Linked DNA regions of Mus musculus: all the other regions are linked to region 5. A link is a contact called in public Hi-C, HiChIP or PLAC-seq and promoter capture Hi-C data. All regions are on one chromosome and are shown on one strand. Each heading gives the region's core, a stretch centred on a gene start, on an enhancer-like site or on the middle of the called end of the contact. The rest is flanking DNA. Distances are from core to core; before and after follow the strand shown.

The links. Promoter capture Hi-C pulls out the DNA fragments that hold promoters and counts their contacts. Hi-C and Micro-C count contacts between places; a contact is called where the count stands out from the background. HiChIP or PLAC-seq counts read pairs in DNA pulled down with a chosen protein or histone mark. Capture Hi-C pulls out chosen DNA fragments and counts their contacts.
Region 1: a contact with region 5 is called in a promoter capture Hi-C map of stem cell-derived epiblast-like cells, with 4 times the contacts expected there. The contact joins the promoter of Fzd3 here to the promoter of Ptk2b in region 5. A contact is called at or near these places in 3 of 39 promoter capture datasets (hippocampal neurons, liver and stem cell-derived epiblast-like cells).
Region 2: a contact with region 5 is called in a promoter capture Hi-C map of pre-B cells, with 4 times the contacts expected there. The contact joins the promoter of Hmbox1 here to the promoter of Ptk2b in region 5. A contact is called at or near these places in 3 of 39 promoter capture datasets (the C10 cell line, hippocampal neurons and pre-B cells).
Region 3: a contact with region 5 is called in a Hi-C map of pre-B cells, with 6 times the contacts expected there. The contact joins the promoter of Cdca2 here to the promoter of Ptk2b in region 5. A contact is called at or near these places in 1 of 39 promoter capture datasets (liver), 1 of 484 Hi-C or Micro-C datasets (pre-B cells) and 2 of 115 datasets of contacts at active chromatin or transcription factors (pro-B cells and thymic regulatory T cells).
Region 4: a promoter capture Hi-C map of pre-B cells shows a contact between it and region 5, with 4 times the contacts expected there. The contact joins the promoter of Kif13b here to the promoter of Ptk2b in region 5. A contact is called at or near these places in 2 of 39 promoter capture datasets (liver and pre-B cells).
Region 6: a promoter capture Hi-C map of liver shows a contact between it and region 5, with 2.4 times the contacts expected there. The contact joins the promoter of Dock5 here to the promoter of Ptk2b in region 5. A contact is called at or near these places in 2 of 39 promoter capture datasets (both in liver) and 1 of 9 other capture datasets (liver).
Region 7: an H3K27ac HiChIP or PLAC-seq map of embryonic stem cells shows a contact between it and region 5, with 5 times the contacts expected there. The contact joins the promoter of Mir124a-1hg here to the promoter of Ptk2b in region 5. A contact is called at or near these places in 1 of 39 promoter capture datasets (stem cell-derived epiblast-like cells) and 1 of 115 datasets of contacts at active chromatin or transcription factors (embryonic stem cells).

Annotation. Positions count from the first base shown.
Region 1 is chr14:65,261,083-65,263,953 of GRCm38.p6, forward strand. It overlaps Fzd3 (frizzled class receptor 3), which reads right to left and starts at 1,381. Exons shown (of 7, transcript NM_021458.2): 1 at 1,250-1,381.
Region 2 is chr14:64,948,540-64,951,315 of GRCm38.p6, forward strand. It overlaps Hmbox1 (homeobox containing 1), which reads right to left and starts at 1,318. Exons shown (of 10, transcript NM_177338.6): 1 at 1,038-1,318. Ints9 (integrator complex subunit 9) reads left to right here and starts at 1,754. Exons shown (of 17, transcript NM_153414.5): 1 at 1,754-1,828. The coding sequence starts at 1,820.
Region 3 is chr14:67,714,045-67,716,870 of GRCm38.p6, forward strand. It overlaps Cdca2 (cell division cycle associated 2), which reads right to left and starts at 1,566. Exons shown (of 15, transcript NM_001110162.1): 1 at 1,180-1,566; 2 at 898-961; 3 at 639-812. The coding sequence starts at 961. It overlaps Kctd9 (potassium channel tetramerisation domain containing 9), which reads left to right and starts at 2,054. Exons shown (of 12, transcript NM_001111028.1): 1 at 2,054-2,340. The coding sequence starts at 2,293.
Region 4 is chr14:64,651,282-64,654,038 of GRCm38.p6, forward strand. Kif13b (kinesin family member 13B) reads left to right here and starts at 1,260. Exons shown (of 40, transcript NM_001081177.2): 1 at 1,260-1,375. The coding sequence starts at 1,321.
Region 5 is chr14:66,279,709-66,282,543 of GRCm38.p6, forward strand. It overlaps Ptk2b (PTK2 protein tyrosine kinase 2 beta), which reads right to left and starts at 1,344. Exons shown (of 31, transcript NM_001162366.2): 1 at 1,175-1,344.
Region 6 is chr14:67,932,271-67,934,970 of GRCm38.p6, forward strand. Dock5 (dedicator of cytokinesis 5) reads right to left here and starts at 1,302. Exons shown (of 52, transcript NM_177780.3): 1 at 1,022-1,302. The coding sequence starts at 1,064.
Region 7 is chr14:64,586,667-64,589,366 of GRCm38.p6, forward strand. Mir124a-1hg (Mir124-1 host gene (non-protein coding)) reads left to right here and starts at 1,449. Exons shown (of 4, transcript NR_040709.1): 1 at 1,449-1,488; 2 at 2,111-2,301.

The DNA of each region.
Region 1 (2,871 bases), core at 131-2,630, 1.0 Mb before region 5:
ACTACACAGCCTATTCTGGCCTGTAACTTTCGGAGATTCTCTTGCTTTAGTTTCCGATTACTCAAATTACAGGCATGAGCCATTATCATGCACAACTTGAGTACCCGCTTCTTAATACACAACTAGATTTATCTAGTCCTCTTCTAGCCCATTATGCCCAGTAGACCACCGAGGACCAAAGCAGGCTGAGAAGGGAGGTGGCATCCTTAAGCCCAGCTGGTCTTTGTTTCCCTGCTCTCATGTACTGGTTTTGCAAAGCAACCCAATTCCCATCAACAAACATTCTGGATGTACTGAAGGACTTTCCCACCGTGAGATTTAAGCTGGTGCGTCTGTTCGGCAGTCTGAGAAATTCAGAAGGGAGCTAAAAATTGTGATTCTATCATTGGGCGAAAACCCAGACCTCTCGAGACGTTTTTCAACTTTAAGTCTCTTCTGCCTAATTAATGGCATGTGCTTTTGTTCTTTTTCTACCCACAAGAGGGAAAGAATAGGAAAAGGGAGGAGAAAAGAAAAATGAAAAAGCCCTCTCCTCTTCCCTTGAGGAAGTCCCTACCTCCAAGAGTCCCAAGATGCGAAAAGCCTATGGGATGTTTACAACCTTAACGTTACCCGCATCTCAGTGCCTTTATTCCAGAGGCTAGGAATTCACGCCGCATCCCAGGGCAAATCTGCCGACCCCGAGTCCCCACCGCGGGGGTACCTGGGGAGCGCGCGGCGCTGGGAGCCTCCGACTTTGCAAACTGATGGGCAGCAAGGGACAACTTTTGGGCGCTGGGTGTCAGGGGTCGGCCGGGGGCTGCAGGGAAGCAGCGGCGCCGGAGCTCGGCGCATCGTCCTCCCGCCCACGCCCCCGCGGCGCCGAGCGCAGAAACCGGCTGGGCCCGGCCTCGCTCCCCGCAGGCGACCGGCGCGGGGACCCGCCGCGTCCACACTCGCACAGGTTGCCCGGCGCGGGCGGGACGTACCGGCCCCGCCGCTTTCCCAGGGCATCCTCGCTTAGAGCGGCCGCGGCCCCGAACTCCGCGCCGCCCACTCCGACCCGGCTCCGGCCGGGCCGCTCGCCAGCCGCAGCTCCGCGCCCGCCTCGGCAGCGCCGGCCTCGGGCTTTTGTTCGGCCGCGACGCGAGCAGCGAGCGCCGCCTGACGAGGGGCGGCTGGGCTGGGGCAGGCGCCTCGGCGCTCTCCACACGCAACGCTCCTCTCCCGCCCTCCCGGCCCCGGAGGAAACGTCGGCCGCACGACTCACCTCACCGCCGGCCTCCGGGCTCTCCCGGGCAGCGCCGCTGGCCCCGCAGGCAGCCGCGCGTCCCTCAGGTTCCCCGAGCGGCCGAGGACCGCAGGCGCGCCGAGCCTTCGCGAGCGTCGAGGCGCGCGGCCCGGGGAGGGAGGTGCGCGCGCACGTGCCGCGCATGCGCGCTACGGTCAGCCTCCTATCCAGCTCCTGGCTGTGCAGCGCTGACCGGCTTCGTTGTTCTCAGCCTGGCGTCCTAGGTGATAGTGACGTCTTGAGCGCCGCGCGTCGGTTTGGTGGTTCCCAGCGCTGGAGGCATTCATCCAACATGTGCCCAGTCCTTCTTGCAAAGTCCGCCTGAGCCAAGTTCTCAGTGCGGGTCCAGTGCGGAAGCCAGTGTGCCAACCTCGGACCTCGGGGACTCACGGTGAAGGGTAGTGCCGCGCACAGGTAGCAAGGGACACCCGGTCTGTTGCAACGCTGCACTCTGACCGGCGAAGCAGGTGCACACTTCGCGTCCTCTCCACCGAGACCTTACTATAAACAGACGGAGCTTGTGCTCGCTGGTGACATGCCTCATCTTCCGCTTAGAGGGCTCCCCACTCCCTTTGCTATATGCACGGCTTGAGGAGCTGAAAGATTTCTTTAGAGGTCATCTAAACACAATTTTATTTTTTCCCAACAGGGAGAAGAACTCTCAGAAAGGTTGGATGTCTTACTTAGTCACACAGCATTTTAATGGAAGAGCCTGTATTCAATTAATCGTGATTGCGTTTCTCTTTGTTACAGGGTTTTACCTATCTTTCTTTTTGTCCATCTTCAACTTAGAGTCCATGGCTTCATTTGGTTCTCTTGGTAGCTCACAGGACATACAGCAACGTTGGCCCTGTTGCAAGTGATTGTACTTGACACTACTGACCCTTATGTTTATAAATGGCTACGGTGAGAACATATGGGCTGAAGATACAGTTCTGTTGGTAAAACATTTGCTATACAAGCGGAAGAACCTGAGTTACATCCCCAGAACCCACAAAACAACAACAACAACAAAATAACAACAACAAAATCAGTCCTAATAGCAGGCACTTGTGGTCCCAGTGCTGGGGAGGTGGAGCCAGGGTGGGTCCTGGGGCTAGCTAGTCACTCAGCCTAGCCCATTTGGTGAATCCCCAGGCCAGTGAAAGATTTGTCTCAAAAAACTAGGTGGAGAGCAACTGACTAACACACCTGTAGTTGACCTCTGGCCCATAGGTGTACAGAGAGACAGATAACAAGAGACAGAGTCAGATATAATTTTTAAAAGGTTCTCAGGTAATTTAGTGAATGCTGAAAAGTCTTGTGCTCAGGTCAGTCTCACATCAGAATTGACAGAATTTGATAGGCCAGCGTGATAAACAAAATCTGAAATAGCAATTTCCACTTTCCTTATTGGCACTTGTGCAGCAACATTTTCAGGACAATAATGTTGATTCTTAGGGCCATTCCAGGCAAATCAGCATGCCCCAGGGACCCAGTGGTGTCTCTTGATGAGAGTAAATGAAGAGGCAGGTGGTATATGGGGGTGGAGGAGAAACTTTGTCATAGCTTTATGTAGTGCTAGATCCCCATTACTAAGGCACTGGAAATGTGCTTGCAGG
Region 2 (2,776 bases), core at 68-2,567, 1.3 Mb before region 5:
GACCACAGCGCCTTTCAGCGCACAGTCAACCCTCTTCTCCGCAAAAAATTTCCAACAGTTTTTTCAACTACGAAAATAAGTCGCCTTATCTACCTCAGGATACAGAGCAGACGTTCTGTCTCATTAGAAGACAGCGATGCGGATGGCATTTAGCACTCGAGATTCCCAGCCCCACGTTCCCGAATTTTAAATAACTGGCAAGCTACTGAGCATGAAGATGACAAGATACCTCTACTTACTGTTTCGGGGTGAAGGTGGGTGGAGGACTCCTTTCAAAGTAGCCCCAATAGTGTAACCCAAACACGGTTCCGGAATAAAATACTAAGAGACACTTTTCCTTTCCCACCTTTAGCTGCCGACTTGAGGCAAAGATGCATCTCCACATCACATCATCTATATAGTCCTGCCGGGAGTTTGGGGTGGAGACTGGCCCAGAGTAGGGCACCGAGTGTGAGCTGGGCGCCCAGACACTAACGAGTTACTGAGCCCCCCCAAACCCTGCACAAGATCCTTGGACCAAAAGTCCAGCCCGGGACTCCTGCGTGCTTCCCAAGCCCAGGCCGCTTATCTCTGACTCCAGCCATCTAACTTACCATCTACAGACATTCCTTCAAGACGATCGCAGCACCCAAGTACACGTCACAGTTTAAAACACAGCGAGACACTCCCCAAACAAACCAGCACACCTCGAAACCACCTTACAGTTTCTCAAACTCCCAAGCAGGAAGACCCCCCAACTCCAGGATTCAAACCTTCCGCCGGTCCTGAAGACCAGAGAGAAGTTGGGAAGCCATCGACGCCTCTCCACGCCCGCCCCTCACAAACTGCCCCACCCCACAGCCCGCGCACGGCCGCCCCCTCGGAAGTACCCCTACTTGCTCCCCTATGCTCAACCTGGCTACTCCAGAGACCCATCTGTGGCGCCTACTCACTTTCTCTCCCCCCCAAACATCTCGACATTTTTTTTTCCTTAAAGTAATGAGAGAAGTGAGGAAAAGAGACTTGAGGCAGTCCAGCTTGCAAACGACCCCACTCACCTTGGAAATCCAGCTGAGAGTTCTCTGCACCCTGCTCAGCCCCCTCCCCAGCGTCCCAGTGCAAGGCTGAGGGAGGGAGGAGGAAGGCGGGAGGGGGAGGGGATCTTCACCGCGGGGCGCCCTGCGGGAGGGGCTGAGGAGGGCTCCAGGCCCGCGCAGGAAGAGCCTAGGGGGGAGGGGAGGCCCCTATCTCCCAGTCTCCCCCTGAAAACCTCCCTTGTCTCAATCACATCAGACTGACTGTCTTTGTCTGGCTGACAACCGCCATATTGATAGCAACAGCCCCGCTCCCACCTGCTGCCGCTGGGCATCCCTGGGAGTTGTAGTTTCCGGTTCCCTAGAGGAAAAGTGCAGAGTTGAGGGTCTGAGGCCCTAGGGAACTACAGCTTCCAGCAGGCACTGCGCCCATACGCCTTCCCACAGGGAGGAGGGGAGCTGGGAGCTGAAATCGTGCGGACTACACATCCCAGAATACCATGGATGCTAGACCCAGATGAGGGACATGATATCATGCTGGGATGGAAAGGAAGGATGAATTGGCGGCGGCGATGAATTTGAGCGGACGGAAGGAGGTGATTAGAGAGAAAAGGGAGGAAAAGGAAAGACGCCCACAGTGCCCATGATACCTGCAGTAAAACTACATTTCCCGTGAGGCTCTGGAAAATGCTTAAGGAGTGAAGACTCCAAGTCCCGCGATGCTCTGGGCTATAGAGATTAAACCGGAAGATCCTTCCCTGTCTTTAGAAGTGAAGAGACTGGTACTGAACAACCAAAAGTCCGATATGAAACTGGTGAGTTTCCACTACTAAGTCAGAGGGCAAAGGTAATGAATGCTATATATCTTTGGAGTCTGTCGCCTCCACCATGATTTATCACGGAGGGAGGTCAGCACTTAAAAATTATAAAGTGAGCTGGGTTTTGCGATTGGGATTTGAATTCCCGCTTGCTCACATCCCACAGCTCCTGCATCTGTCAGGAGGTCTTCATTACTGTTTGGCAGATCCCTTTGGCCGCACGTGAGGTTGTATGTTACATTTCTTCACCCTTGGGCTAAAGATAGGCTCCAAAACTTTGGTTTGGTCATGTTTCTCAGCCTGCACCTGAGAGCTATAATAGATCATCAACCACTTTCCACTTAATGAGCACTTGAGTGGACTCCTACTGATATTGCGAGGCTGGATTCCGATCTGAACAGAAAGTAGGAGCGATCAGACAGAAGGTCTAAATGTCCTGTTACTCCTAACTGCAGTTCGAATTACAAGAAAGAGATGCTAAAGGGTGGTGCCCTTGAAGGATTCCCGTCTAAAGCCTGCTTGAAATAAACAGCTCTAGATAAAACATGCCTCCTGAAGAAGTAACTGTGTGGCAAAACACTAAGCTGACAGGTGGCCTTTTCAGATATTTGCTTTGCCCCATTTTTCTGAGCACACCGTTCTAACAAGTTGTTTTATTCAAGCTTAATGGAATAAGTAATAGAGTAATAAGGAAATTGAACGCAGGTGTGAAATGCTTGTCGTCGCCCTCCTATTCCCTACATTCTCACTGCCAACTTACTGTAGAATCTTCCTAATTGCTACGTGGAGAGAAATATCCTCAATAGAGTGAAGTGTGTTTGGTATGTTCTGTTTAAGAGAGAAGCGATGCAGAAACGTTTATTCCAGAACAACTTTTTTTTTTTTTTCTCTTCTTCTGTTTTTTTGAGATAGAGCTTCTCTGTGTAGCCCTAGCTGTCCTGGAAT
Region 3 (2,826 bases), core at 316-2,815, 1.4 Mb after region 5:
CGATGTGGGTTAGGGCTGGTGAGACCCAGCTATACCCTGCTCTTATTTTTTTCAAAATTCTTCTACTCTGGAATAAGCTACTTCTTCACCCTCAGCACGCCACCCTGAATTCTGCTCACACCTAAGCACACGAAAACGGACCCAGTCTTTTATGTGATAATTCTGAGCGGTAGAGAATGAGTGTCACTCTGGCTTCGCCTAGCTCACGGTGTGATTGGCTTCCAGTCTCGTTATCCTTCTTTATAATTGCTATTCTACAACCCAAAAGAACCCTAGCCCTAGATTTACTTCTCCATTGGGAATTTCATTCCTGAAGCTAAAGAAAATCATTATCTGGGTCAATTTTCTGTTTGGGATTTTTGAATGAGGCACACGGCCTTGTCACTTTTACCGGTTCTCAACTACCTTTCAATGCCCTCTGATTTTCATACACACTGTTTTCTAGGGTGCACACAAAGCACAACTGATTCAGAAACATTGCTCTATTTGCTGAGCTGTGCCGAACAAGCAAGTCTGCAGGGTCAGCATAAATACACACAGAAGGAGTGTCAGGCAGTACAGACATGTATAATTGGGGCCTACTACAGTTACTGTTAAATTTGAAAAAAAAAACTATGCAATCCAAGAACTTCTCTTACCGGAAGAGGTCTTAACAAAGCTTTCAGGTGTAATTCCCAACTGCTCTACGGTTACTGTGGTGAAGTCCAAAGGTGACTTAAAGGTATCAGGGGTGCAAAGATTAGGAGTCGCATCTGCTACATGCTTCTGAGGAGTCACAAACGGTTCAGTTCCCAATCTAAAAACGTCATTTTCTGAAAACGGACAGCACATTGGGGGTGTTAATACATCAAAACACTCAAATCTTCCATCTAACGAGGGCAACAGGTCACCACATACCAGAATTATTAAGGACACACTCCTTGGATTCAGAGAGAGGCTTGTCGTGTGAACTCGCATCCATCTAAAAGATGAGGAAGTTAGAGAAAAAAATGTGAAAAATAACCTCACTATAAGCCAAAAACAATGTGACAGAACTCTAAGGCAATCAATACCAGGGGACCACAGGCTGGGGCGTTCTGATTAAAGAAACGGCGGGAGGTACTATTGACTAAACAAAGCGGACCGAACTGATTTATCAGGGCTTTGCATCCCTGAACCCCGGCCGGATAGCAGGCCTACCTCTCCCGCCCAGGACCCTGCGCGTTCCCTCGGACGACTACGACAAGCGTCGCGGAGGCTCCGTTTCAGAGAGCACCAGAGGCCGGGGAAGGGAGCCGGGCTGGCCTCCTGCCGGCCGCTGCACACCAGACACACCACGTCCGGCCGAAGCGGTCAAGCTTCACTTGCCCGCCAGCAAATTCAAACCGCGGCCACGCCCCCGCGGAGGGATACCCACGAGCCGTGGACCACGTGTGACGTGGGTACCGCTCCCTCCGGGCCTCACCCTCGTGCTTTCGAACGGCGCAGGGAGACCTCCGTGGATCCCGGAAAAAACACGGCCAGCCCTAAATGACCCTGGCGAGACAGAGCTGCAGCAAAAAGGTGTCCTGGGGTCTACCAGTGAGTTCCGCGGAGCAACACTTCAAATGCCACCCCAAACCTTGGATTGGCTGCTGGAAACTTCGAAAATGAATCACTAGACCAATCGAGACAGAACCGCCGGATGGCTAGTTTACCCTATTAGCCAATCCCGATACCAACCGTTACCTCGGTGGGTGGGTACAGTAGAAGGGGCAAAAGCCTAGCGAGGAGCTGATTGGTCTATGGGACTTCGGCGTCCCGCCTCTTCCTTAGACCCAGTCTCTTTATGCAAATGAGCACTCCTACACTCCAACGTGCGCCTGCTCAGTAACGCTTAGAGCGGCCCTTTGCCCAGTAGGTTCTTCTCTGATTCGCTGATACTCCATTCCGTCAACCAGCCCTCAGCCTCTCTTTCCTTCCACCGCCGTCTAGTGTTACTCTGAGCCCACCCCCCAGCCGGACTCTGATTGGCTAAATACTGGCCGGTACAGCGTGTTGATTGGCGCAGCTCAGCGTCGGTCTGGGCGCGGTTGGGGGGAAGGGCCGCTAGCAGGCTGAGGAGCCTAGGGGCGGGGTGGGAAGGAGGATCGGCCAACCCCGGGGTGTGGGACTGAGGGTGCGTGCGTGAGGAGTGTGGGGCCGACCAGGAAGGTGGCGAAGGGCGGAGAGTCCGGGTGGGAGGCGGGAGGGGTCTCGCGGGCGCGGAGCGCGGCGGGTGGCGGGCCGGGAGCGAGGGTGGCGGCTCCCTCAGGACCCGGCGCGGGCGGCGCGATGCGGCGGGTCACGCTGTTCTTGAACGGCAGCCCGAGCAACGGCAAGGTAAGCGGTAGCGGGGGCGCGACCCGGGGACCCCCGCAGCCTCCGACAGCCCGGGGCTGCTCTGCCGGCGGGGCTCCGAGGCGCCACTGTCACCTGAGCAGCTGGCCGAGGTCCCCTCCCACCTTCCCGCTGCGCCTTCCTGTCCTTATCGGTGCTGAGTAATGCTCTGCCCGGGGAGGAGGCAGTGATCATGGAGGCGGGTGACCCTGGCCAGGTCGGGAGAAGAAAACTCCAGGGGACAGTCGAGTGACATCCTCAGAATGTGGACCTGGTCTGAACCACTTTCCTTCTCTCTCAAGGTGCCCCGGGCCCCTTGCCCCGCCACCGTGCAAACTTTTATACATGTTTTACTGTGCCGCCTTGTTTTTGATTCCTTAGAGGACAGTGACAGCAGACCTTCGGAATGACTTGATTTGACAGTAGCCTTAGCTGCATTTAGGCCTCTGTGGAGGGCGTGGTGCTAAATATTTTTCCGATGTTGCAGCT
Region 4 (2,757 bases), core at 10-2,509, 1.6 Mb before region 5:
GGCCTCAGGTCTGTTATTCCAGCTACTTGAGAGGGTGAGACAGGAAGATTGCAAGTAAAAAGCTAATTTGAGCAACTCATGTGGACCTCTATCAAAACCCAAAGCACAGGGGCTGGAGAGCTGGCTCACTGGGCTCTATTCTCTGCCCCTATGTGGTGGCTCGCAACTCTCTGTAATTCTAGGTCCAGGGGATCGGATGCCCTCTTCTGAATTCAGCACAGGCATACAGATATACATTCAGGCAAACATCCATAAACATAAAAAAAGAAGAGAAAAAGAAGTAAAAAAACAAAACAAAACAAACCCCAAAAACCCCACCCATCCAATGAAAAACTATAACAAAACTCCAAACAGGGCCATTGAGATGGTTCAGTGGGTAAATGTTCTGGCTTGCTAGCCAGATAACTGAATTCCATCCCTAGGACCCACAGGGTAGATAGAAGGAGAGAACTGACTCTTGAAAGTTGTCTTTTGACACATGCTCCCACATGTGTACACACACACACACATCCAATAAATAAATAAATAAATAACAAGTACATTACACAGAAGGGGAAAGGCCCAGCACCAACAAGGCAGTGTATGTATTTTCCCAGCTCACTAGCCCATTCCTATTCTTAGAAGTGCCTTTTCTTTCTTTCTTTTTCTTTTTTCTTTTTTTGAGACAGGGTTTCTCTTTATATTCCTGGCTATACTGGATCTCATGCTATAGACCAGACTGGCCTCAAACTCAACAGCGATCAGCCTATTTTTGCTTCCCAAGTGCTGGGGTTAAAGGCCTGTGACACCATGGCCAGTTGGCTTTCTCTTTCTTAATAAACTATCTCTACTTTTATTATCTCAAAAAATAATAAAAGGAAGGCTGGGAATATAACTCAAGGATAGAGCGCTTGCCTACCATTCATAAAGTGCTAATTTTAATGTCCAGAAAACTCTCCACACGCACACAAAAGAGAAGTTAGGTGTTGCGGGATGGACAGGGAAAATCCTGCAACAGATAGGAAGGAAGGAAGAGAGAGGAAGAAGTAAAGAAAGAGAAGGAAAAGAAAGGAGAGGGAGGTACAGGAACAGCGGCACAATTGTAAAACGGCGACAGATGACTACAAGTTCCAGAGAGCGGCGCGCGAATTTTCCCGCCAGCGCCTCGGCCTGACTTGTGGGAACTACACATCCCAGCATGCCCCGGGACGCACCGGTCCTCGCCCCTCGTCGGTCCCGCCCCCTTTTCCCCCACAGCCCCCGCCCGCCGGGTTGGCCTCGGAGAGTTTGTCCGGTGGCCGAGGTAGACGGAGGTGCAGTGAGAACCCCGGCGGTAGCACGATGGGAGACTCCAAAGTGAAAGTGGCGGTACGGGTCCGGCCAATGAACCGACGAGGTGAGCGCTTGTCCCGGGCCGGGGGCGACAGGTGCCTGTGGTGGTAGAGCTTCGGCGTCCCGGGGGTCTCGGCGGGCTCCCTTCAGCGCGCGTGCGCCCTCGACGGCGCGGTCGGGCCCTCAGCCCTCCGCCCCGCCAGCTGTCACCGAGCTCTCCAGGCCTGGGGCAGCTCCGGCCTCGCAGTCCTCCTGTGTACGCAGCTCTTAGGGCGGACAGCCCTACTTTTCGATTTTCCACGTTCTCCCTTGAACCTGCACCTTGTGGCTGTTTGCAGAAAAGGAAGGACATGCATGCCTTCTTAGTTCTTTTCTGGTTTATGACTGTCGAGAGGTTTCCTTTTTTTCCTTTTGCTTGAAGTGATAGTCATCATCTCAACAATAAATAGTCTCAGTGCCAAGATTCTTGGGAAATTGTATCTTTCAGACATGCTCTGAAGTCTGTAGGGAGGGTAGAGAAAGTAGATAAACCCAGGACACGTAAATCATCTATCCAAGTTGGAAAGACTGAAGCCCAACTTGAATCCGGGGAGTAGCTGCTTTTTGCCTCTGTAGCTTCACCAGAGGGTGACTGGGCAGGGTACTTAAAATGAGGTGATGTGTTTGAAAACACTTTCTAGACAAGTCTTGTTATTGAGGTTGCTGCCGCGCTCCCGGGAGATGGAATTGCTGCTAATTGATTTAGACTACTGACTAGCTAGAGCCATTATTAAGTGCAGGAGTCATTTTCCAAGGTTTCTAGTTTGTTTTACTGTGTTTAAAGTCTAGTGTGTAGGAAATAGTTTTTCTGTCTCCTTGCCCTTTTGTGTATGTATTGAGGTAAGTAGGTGTAAAAGTTAACAAAGATTTCTCTGGTTGGTTGTTCCTTGGGAACTTGGTGTCTCTGTTTTCTTGTCGTTGGTTTGCCTACTTGAACCTGCTGAAGTCTATGAGGCAAGCTTTTCCCCTGAAGACGGAACTTTTTAAGCTCTCAGCTCATTGCCTCCTAACATCCAGGTTCTCACAAAACAGAGTGAGTAGCTTAGAAGTCTGAAAGTTTTCAGTTCTCCCATTTTTTGAGTATCCAGACATCTTTATTTTAGATCACTTCACCTCATTGTGATCATTACTGCGATTAAAAAAAAACTAAAGAAAAAAAGAAAACAGCCAAATGAAATCCGACATATCTGGGAATGATTCGGAAAGGAAGGGTTCAGCACATTCTTAAAATTTCCTTTTTGCAAAACCCTTGGAAATGTCAGTGCTGAAGGAGGCCTCTAACCAGCCACCACAGCAGGGTTTGGCACAGATAGTTAGAGCCGGACTCTTCCTTGTTTTCTCTTACTGGGAGGAAGCTACTGTCTTTAATTTGCTATGCTTGTAATTCTGACAGTGGCTGTTACTAAT
Region 5 (2,835 bases), core at 94-2,593:
TGCATTTCTTGCGCCCCCGCCCCCACCCGGTAGCTACTGTGAACCGCAAGAGTTTGTTGACCTGAGCACACTGCGGCTGCCTGGTACCCCTACCCTTTCCAAACCATGCATTGTCTCAGCGGGCTCCAGACTGGTACAAGATCTGCTAAGGTTCTTCTCCCTCCTGCTTTCCAATTCTCCCGGGCTAATGCCCCCCCCCCACACACACACACCCAACCCTCAGGTCCCAGCTTGGTTTCTTCAAGGAGCACAGCGGAATCGGAATCTTGCTTCCAGTATAGGGGTGATGGGAGATATTGGTGTCATCTGGCTGAGGGTGAGGGCAGGTGGCAGGACTTGGTGGGCCTCAGAACGTCACCCATATGCTCGCTGTTCACCCACCCAAAGCTTTGCCCACGCACAGCCTGGCAGCAGGAACAGCAGCCCAGAACTTAACCCTCAAGGGGCATGGGGAAAGCAGCTTCAAAATGAGCCAGTGCGGCTGGTGTGAACTTTGGAACTTCAGCACGAACACACACGCACACACACACACACACACACACACACACACACACACACACTACACACACTACACACACTATGGTATGGTTCCTCTTGGAGAACCCCGTTTGTCTTAAAGCTCCAGCTTCAGGGAAAAAAAACAACAAACAAACAAAAACAAAACGTCCCAGAGGCTGGGGATAGGGGTGGTGCAGGGGTGGGAAGATAGGCCACATGGGTGCCGAAGGGCACTGTGGAGAAGAGCGCGCCGTGCCTGGGCAGAGGTCTGAGCTAGAGCTGAAGTTGGGTTCTGAAGCCCTCGGTTGGGTTCGGAGTTCCCAAATCCAACCTTTAGAGACAAGCATTGTTGCTGAGCCGATTTCAATCGTGCCCCTAGTCGCCCCTCTCTGAATAAGATAACAGGACAAAAAGGGAGAAACACCCTTTAGTCTTAAAAAGAACTCCAAAAATAGATGCCTTCTCTAGCGCCCTCCCTAACCCCCTAGCTCAGGGCGGCAAGCTCAGGGAAAGCACCTGCTCCGCGCCTCCGACTTTCTGGGTCCTTGGCTACCTTTCCAGGAATTCTCAAGCTTCCCGAAGGACTGGAACTGTAGACCCTCTCCAGCTTTCCACTTAAGTCGAGCGATCGAAGTGTCCCTGACCCCGGCGCTGGGTAGGAACACGCAGGACTTACCCTCGGGCGAGGCGCGGACTCGGGCCAGGGCTCCGGGCTGGGCCAGGTGAGCGCAGCCGCCGCAGGTAGGACGCGCGGCTCTGCCTGCAGAGGCTGAGTAAGAGGCTGACAGGTTGTTTTTCCCCCTCCTCCTCTCGGTCGTTAACCACACCCCTGCTGCTCTCCTCTCCACTTCCTTAAAGGGTGGGGTGTGCTGTCTGTGTGTGCAGGCTCCAACCTCTTACCATAAACTCTGAAATAGATGCCGCCTGCAATTCCTGGAGCTGCCCGGCTGACCCGGGGGCCAGAGCCCATTGCCTTAGGGCCCCAATTGGGGTCCTCAGGTGCTCCGGACCTCTTGCAGTTGGTTGACCTCCAACTCCTACCACACCTGGCTTCTTCCAGGCACCCTTCTCTGCAGCCTTTAGTCACCAGACCTGACCCATGTTCTCAGCAGTGGCCCCCATGGCTCCACACCTTGAAATGGCCCTCACCCTAGGTCAGATAAATATTAGGGATGCCCGATATGACTGGTACAGGATTGGAAACACCTAGGACTGGGTTTCTGAGCCCAGACCCTGGAGGACCAGAACACAGTCCCAAAACAGTCGGGGAAGGGGTTGGGAATGTAGCTCAGACGGTAGAATGTGTGTCTAGCCTGGATTCCATTCCCAGAACCAAAGGCATAATACTGAGTGTAGGTGGTGGATATCTGTAATTCCAACGCTCTGGAGGTCTATCCTTGGCTATGAGGTGAGTTCAAGATGAGGCTAGGCTGAAAGAGATCATGTCTCAAAAACAAAACAAAACAAAACAAAACAAACAAACAAACAAACAAACAAAAAAACCCCAAACCCCAAAACCCAACCCCAACCCAGCATTAATAACAACAAAACCAGAAAAGACTAGAGAAGCCTTACAATGATTTTCTTCTGTGGCCCTCTCCCTGCATCAGTTTGTATCCGTGACCCTCCGAAGAGGCTGGCCATCTCTTTACTGCATCAGTAAGGCAGTGGTACTTGAGGCAGATCTAAAGTACTAAGTTGCGACATCATTTACTTCTCTAGCCCGAGAAAGATTCTGACTTTCTCCTAAGTGGAGGTCAGTGAGCTGGACTTAGCAGGAGACCCTGCCCCAGACATCTTTATCCTGTGCCCTTTGGGGTTTGGGGTTTAGTCACAGTTCTGTCTCTGATAGTAGCAGTCCTGAGACTGCAACATCAAGCTGCCCAACTCCCTGTGAAAGCCACAGTTTTCATGATGACACTTCTTCACCCTACCCCACCTCCAAGTTCAACAGACCTGCTGCCCCAGGAGACCATCAGAAGCTACCAACACTCATCTTTCAGAGTGGTGGTGATGGCTTCTCAAGAGAAAGCAGACTTAATTAATTAAGAACTCAGGAGGCAGAGGCAAGTAGAATTCTGAGTTCAAGACCAGCATGATCTACTGAGTGAGTTACGGGACAGCCAGGCTACAGAGAAAAACCCTGTCCCGAAAAACCAATAGCAATAATCATAAAATCAATTAAAGCTATAAAGTTCATATGTCTTAAGATGTAACAAAATGTAGATTTTAGCTGTATCCTCCATGTCTACTAAAAACCCTATCTAAAGCTAGCGTCACCCACCCTCAAATGCCTCAACACCACAATATACCCTGCCATCTGCTGGGCCAGCAGGA
Region 6 (2,700 bases), core at 52-2,551, 1.7 Mb after region 5:
TTGCAAATGTACATATGCAGGCTTTCAATCTGCATCACATTATAATATACTAAAGACTGAAGGCGGTGTCTGAGTCCCGGTTACATAGGCACATAGGACTTCATGTCTGTCACGGCAGACTGATAATTTCAGGCAGTGTTCCTGTGGGTCCAGGACTTGAAGGAAAAGAGGTGCGCTGACAGGAGTGAAGTAAGGGGTTGCATTTCAAACGCGCCAAGTGAGTGGACCTGAGAGAAAGTGATAAAATTCCCACACAACACACTTGTTTATTCCAGAGGCTCCATTTAAAGTCTAATTCTCCTGGCAATCGTCCGGCTAAAGGTGAGTGCTTCCTCCCTGACCTGGCTCAATGAAAAGTGAAAGTGGAAAGTTTTTCCACCTGGGTCCAACCCCTCAACGCCAAGGTTTCAGATCCAAACCTAGAGGCCAGAGTTCAGCAATGACGGAGCGCTAGGGTACTGCGAACACAAACGCCACCCGCTTGCGCGGAACCTACCCTCTTCCTGCCCCTGGGGGGAAGCTGTGTCACACCTCTCCAACCACGCCAGTAGGTCAGATGGGTGTCCTCACAAACAGCCCCAGGACCCCCTTGCCCTCCTTCCCACGCCTCACACTTCCTGCCTCTTCCATCACCTCTACTGGCAACTTCGGCTTCCCATTTTGTCTTTGACTGCGATCCGGACTGCAGTCCCAGGGAGGGAGGGAGAGAGGGAAAGGGACTCTGGAGCTTCCAAGTGGGATCTGGGGAAGGGCACTCGCAAAGCGCACCGTCCCACGTGCGGCCCTCGCTGGCCACCAACGGCAGTGGGGACCTGGCGCGTTCCCACAGTGTGCGCCACTAGAGTTGGGGTTCGGATAGGGGAGGATCAGAGTCCCCAAGCCTAAAAGCACTTTTACACCAGAGCGGGCTAGACTCCCGGGGTGCAGCAGCGGGACCGAGTGGCCGAGTGTGCGCGAGCTCCGCGGGGCCAAAGTGGACTCCCGGGCGCTCGGGCGAGGGTGGGGCGGGGCAAGCACTCACCAACCCCATACTTCTGCCTCTTGGTAGGGATCCAACGGGCCATGGCGACGACCTCGCCCCGCGGCGCTAGCGGCTACAGACACTCGTGCTCGGAGCGCTGCTGCGCCGGCCGGACTCCTCCGCCATGTTCCGGCAAAACTTGGACGACTTTGGCGCGCCGGCCGCGTCTACGCCGTCCCGCCTCGCTCGCGCCCGGGGCCCCGCACGCACGCCCGCTCGCCCGCGGTCACCTGCTGGGACCGGCGGCCGTGCAGCCCCGCGCGCCCTCCCCGGCGCCGCCCGGGCTCCTCCCGCTGGCCGCGCCCTCTGCGCCCCGGGGCCGCCCGCCTCCCCCGCCGGCTCCGCCTCGCCCGGCTGGAGCCGCAGCCCGGAGCCGCCCGCCCGGTCCTCCCAGCGTCGGCTCTGCGATTGCCCAGCGCTCCCGGGCTGCTGCGCCGCCGAGCGCGGAGGAGGAGCTGGTGAGAGTCACCGGTCGCCTCCGGACGCTCAGTAAATATTTGTTGAATGAATGAGCCGTGAGCTCCCGCCTTCGCCTCCGGGAGCGTCTGCTGCAGCCCCGAGAGAGCCGGAAGCCGAGCTTCAAGGTCCGCAGAGAACTGGTGCAAGGGACACGGGCGCTTCAGAAGTAGACGTATCCAATCTAGAAGACCCTCCGTTAGGACACTGTTGACAAAGCGCTAATCCGGAAACCCCAAACTCAGGGATTTATTTCTCCTCAGTTGCAGCAACACAAACTTTCACACTAAGGGAAGAAGTTCGCTCCAAAAGGTTCCCCTTTCCAACTGACCCCCTGCCCAGAAGGCATCCTTGTGGGGAGGACCCCAGAACATCTACCACCACCACCACCACCCCACCCCCCAACTCCCACCACTGTCCTTTTTCAGCCTGGGACTGAGGACTCCAAAAGGCAGTTGTGCGTTAAACTACACAGGGGTGCGCTTGGCGCCCTCTGCCGGCGGGGAGACGCGCTTCCATCTTGGAGAGACCTCCAGAATGAAAAAGCTACTTAGTAGTAAGGACACCTCACACTTAGAAGTAAAATTTCAGACTAACCAGCCAACCAGTTAGCTTCGCCATCTGAAAAATACCTCTTGCGGGAAATTGTGTTGTTCTTGGAGTCTGTGGAGGCTTTCTTGCCGGTTTGGAACCTGACAAGAACAGAACATGTAATTAAAACACACAGTAATAGACAGTAATGCTTGATTAGAGATGAGTGAACTCTGATGACTTTTTGCAAACCATGCCTGAATATATATATATATATATTAGTCTTGGTTTTCCTCCTGAGAAAGTAAGTTCTGAACTTAAAGTCCTGGTTGAAAGAAACAATAGGTACTTATGACCGTGCTTCAGCCATCTTTCTTAAAGTGGTTCAGTCGCATCTCTTTTTTTTTAATGCCAGTTTTTATTCTTGATAGTTGAGATCTTAAAGTTGAGTATGATTACATAATGTGTCATTTATCTCCTTTGTGATTTAAAGTTACATGTTCATTGTATACTTAATACTGAATATTTAGAAAAATAAAATCACCAAAAATTCTAAGCAATAGGGAAGCAATCAACCAAACTACAAACTGAGCTACTGTACTAAGCAGTTCTCAAAAGAAGAAATTAAAAATGGCTAAGGAAACACTCTAAAAAAAGAAAGAAAAAAGTTCCAATAGGAATCTATTTATAAT
Region 7 (2,700 bases), core at 199-2,698, 1.7 Mb before region 5:
TAAGACTGCTTTTAGCTTTCCGAGTTTGTTCTCCCCTGTCTAGATGTCTTGAATTCAACATAGCCCAAGAAACAGTTCAGTTTTTTTTGTTTGTTTGTTTATTTGTTTCTTTTAAGTCATCAAAGAAAAGCAGGCGTAGGGAAAGCAGATGGGCCTGCGTGAGCAGGTCGGGGCTGCCTCGCGGCTGCCGCAATAGCCCTTTGGGAAGACAGATTTCTCATCGCAGGCGCGGGGGCTCGAGTGGGGGAAGGTCTTTTTGGTTCGCTCTTATGGGGGACATTCATTCTTGGTCCTTCTTTAAGCCACAGCTAACTCTGCTCTTGGAAAAGAAAAACAGTTACACAGCCACACAAGTACAACAAAAGGCGCCTCCCCGAAGTGGCTCTCCACGTCCGCAGGACGGGTGGCTGGACGTGTAGACGCACTTTTGTGCCTCTGTAATCTCGGACGTCCATCTGGCCCCGGCGGGCGAGGGCGGGCGGGAGGGCGCGGGCAGGGGAGGAGCGCGCGCACGCAACTAGAGGCGCGAGCACGCGCGCCCGCTCTCCTTCACTTTCACCTTGACTGCGGGGGGGGGGGCGTTGGTGGGGGCGACAAGAGACTATGGTCCTCCATCCCCCCACCTTCCGCCATTCGTCTTCCCACCCCCAGCACTGTCCTGCCCAGACGCCAGCCTAGGGAGGGGTGAGGAGGAGGCTGCACTGGCGCTCGGGTCGCCGCACCGCCCCGCAGCCTCGCGCTCTCCGCAGTGACAGCAACCACAACCGCAGCAGCACCCAGCTCCATCCTCACCAGCCTGGCTGAGCTACAGCCCGGCAATTCGGGCTGAGGACGACAAGCAGAAGGTGTGCAAGTGCCCCCGAGCTCCCCACTCCATTGACCGAAGCTCAAGAAACCGGGAGTGGGCTAGCGGCGGTATTGCACGGAGGGGACTGAGAAAAAGAGGACTGGAGACCATGAAGCTATTCAGGCAGGGGTAGGATTGAGCCCCCCGAGTCCACCCAGAGGACTTTGGCAGGGTCTGGGGCGGCCAGGGTGGCTTCAAGGGATCGGAGGGCTCTGACCACTGCAGATGCGGCGCGTGTGGGTGCGGTGAAAGCACCCACTTCTCCCAGGATCTAAACGGATAAACGGAAGCGAGTGTAAGTGTGGGGGTGCGAATCGCCACCTCCGGCCTTGGCTTTCCCGTTCGTGAGAGCACCCCCACTTCTCACTTTCCCCAAATCCGCATTTTTCTTGGCACAACCCTCCCGAACACCGAGCGAGGAGAGGGAGGTGCCCGGGGGCAGTGAGAGTGACGTGTGCTGGTGCAGAGGGGGGGGGGGGGGGCTGCGGGCCGGGCTCTGTGGACCTACTCCTAATCCTCTTGTTTTCGGAACTGTCAGCAGATGTGGCTTCTCTTAGCTGAATAATCCGTTAAAGGAATAATAATTTTTAAAAAGGACCTCGGCCTCACCCAACGAGGACAGTGAAGGAGATCAGCTCTTGGTAAGACTAAAAGAAAAGGCACTAAATTCTCTGCGTCCCTCTCTCTGTCTTCCTCTCAATCCCCTCACCCCCTCCCCCTCTCTTCTCTCCTCACCCCCCCCCCTTTCTCCCCCATCCCCTGCAATCCGCACTCGACGCGAGTTCACGCGCAGGGCTGGATTTCCAAGCTGCACTGCAACTTCTCAGCGCGTTATTATTATTCATCTGAGGGTGCAGCCTCTGCAACCTTCGCCTCCTGCGCTAGCATCCTTCCCCCTCGACCGCGGCCACCAGCAGAGCGGTTTCTTCTGCACGCGTGCTCTGGTTCACCAGAGGAGGATTCTGGCTTTTTGCTTTTTTGTTTTGGTGGTTTGGTTCGGTTTGGGGTTTTTTTTTTTTTTTTTTTTTTTTTTTTTTTGGTTTTGTGTCTTAATTCTTTCAGGGTCATCGCCAGGATGCTTTTCCTCCGGCCAGGTGGAGCCAGCATCAGCGCCTGCCAGCAGCAATTCCCTTCAATAGCCGAGGAAGCACTTGGGGCTTGGCCAGGGAGGCCGCTCCTTGCTTGCGGGGCTGACTTTAGCCTCCACTACTCTCCCGCATCCATCTGCGTGTATATTATCCCCATCCCTTTTTATTCCAATAGATCCGCCTTTGGTTTGGACTGGCTGAAACGCGGCGGACTGCAACCAGGATCCTTTAAAGGAGAACAAAAAGATGAGGATATTGTGCGGGGGTTCCGGGACAAAGCGTCTTGGGACGCGCGGAACTCTGGCTCCCCGATTGGAGAGATCAACGCTGCCCAACAGTACCCGGCCGGACCTGCGGACCTCTGAGGTTATTCGGACTCAATTTTATTGATTTTTGTGGCATGCTTTAAAAGGGTCAGTGTTAGGTAAAGACTGTGTCCCCCAACCCTGTGGGGTGGGTGGGAAGCTGAACGGAACCGATCCAGTTAGATTTAACTTGTCCTCTATGCCCTCTACCTGGCTTTTTTGAGCCATTGGGAAGGAGAATGGGGAAGGCTTAGAAAAGAGAAAGGGGGGGGGGGGACGACTGCCTGAAAGGATAAGGCACTAGTAGGGAGTGGGATGGACCAGGTGAGGGAGGTCTGTGGGTTAGGAAGCACCTTCCTCACTCTGGTGCACTGGGTGGGTTTGTTCAGGGAATGGCAACGTGGGTGTCTGTTGAAAGCAGTCTTGTGAAATTGACATGTACATGCATAAGGTGACTGGA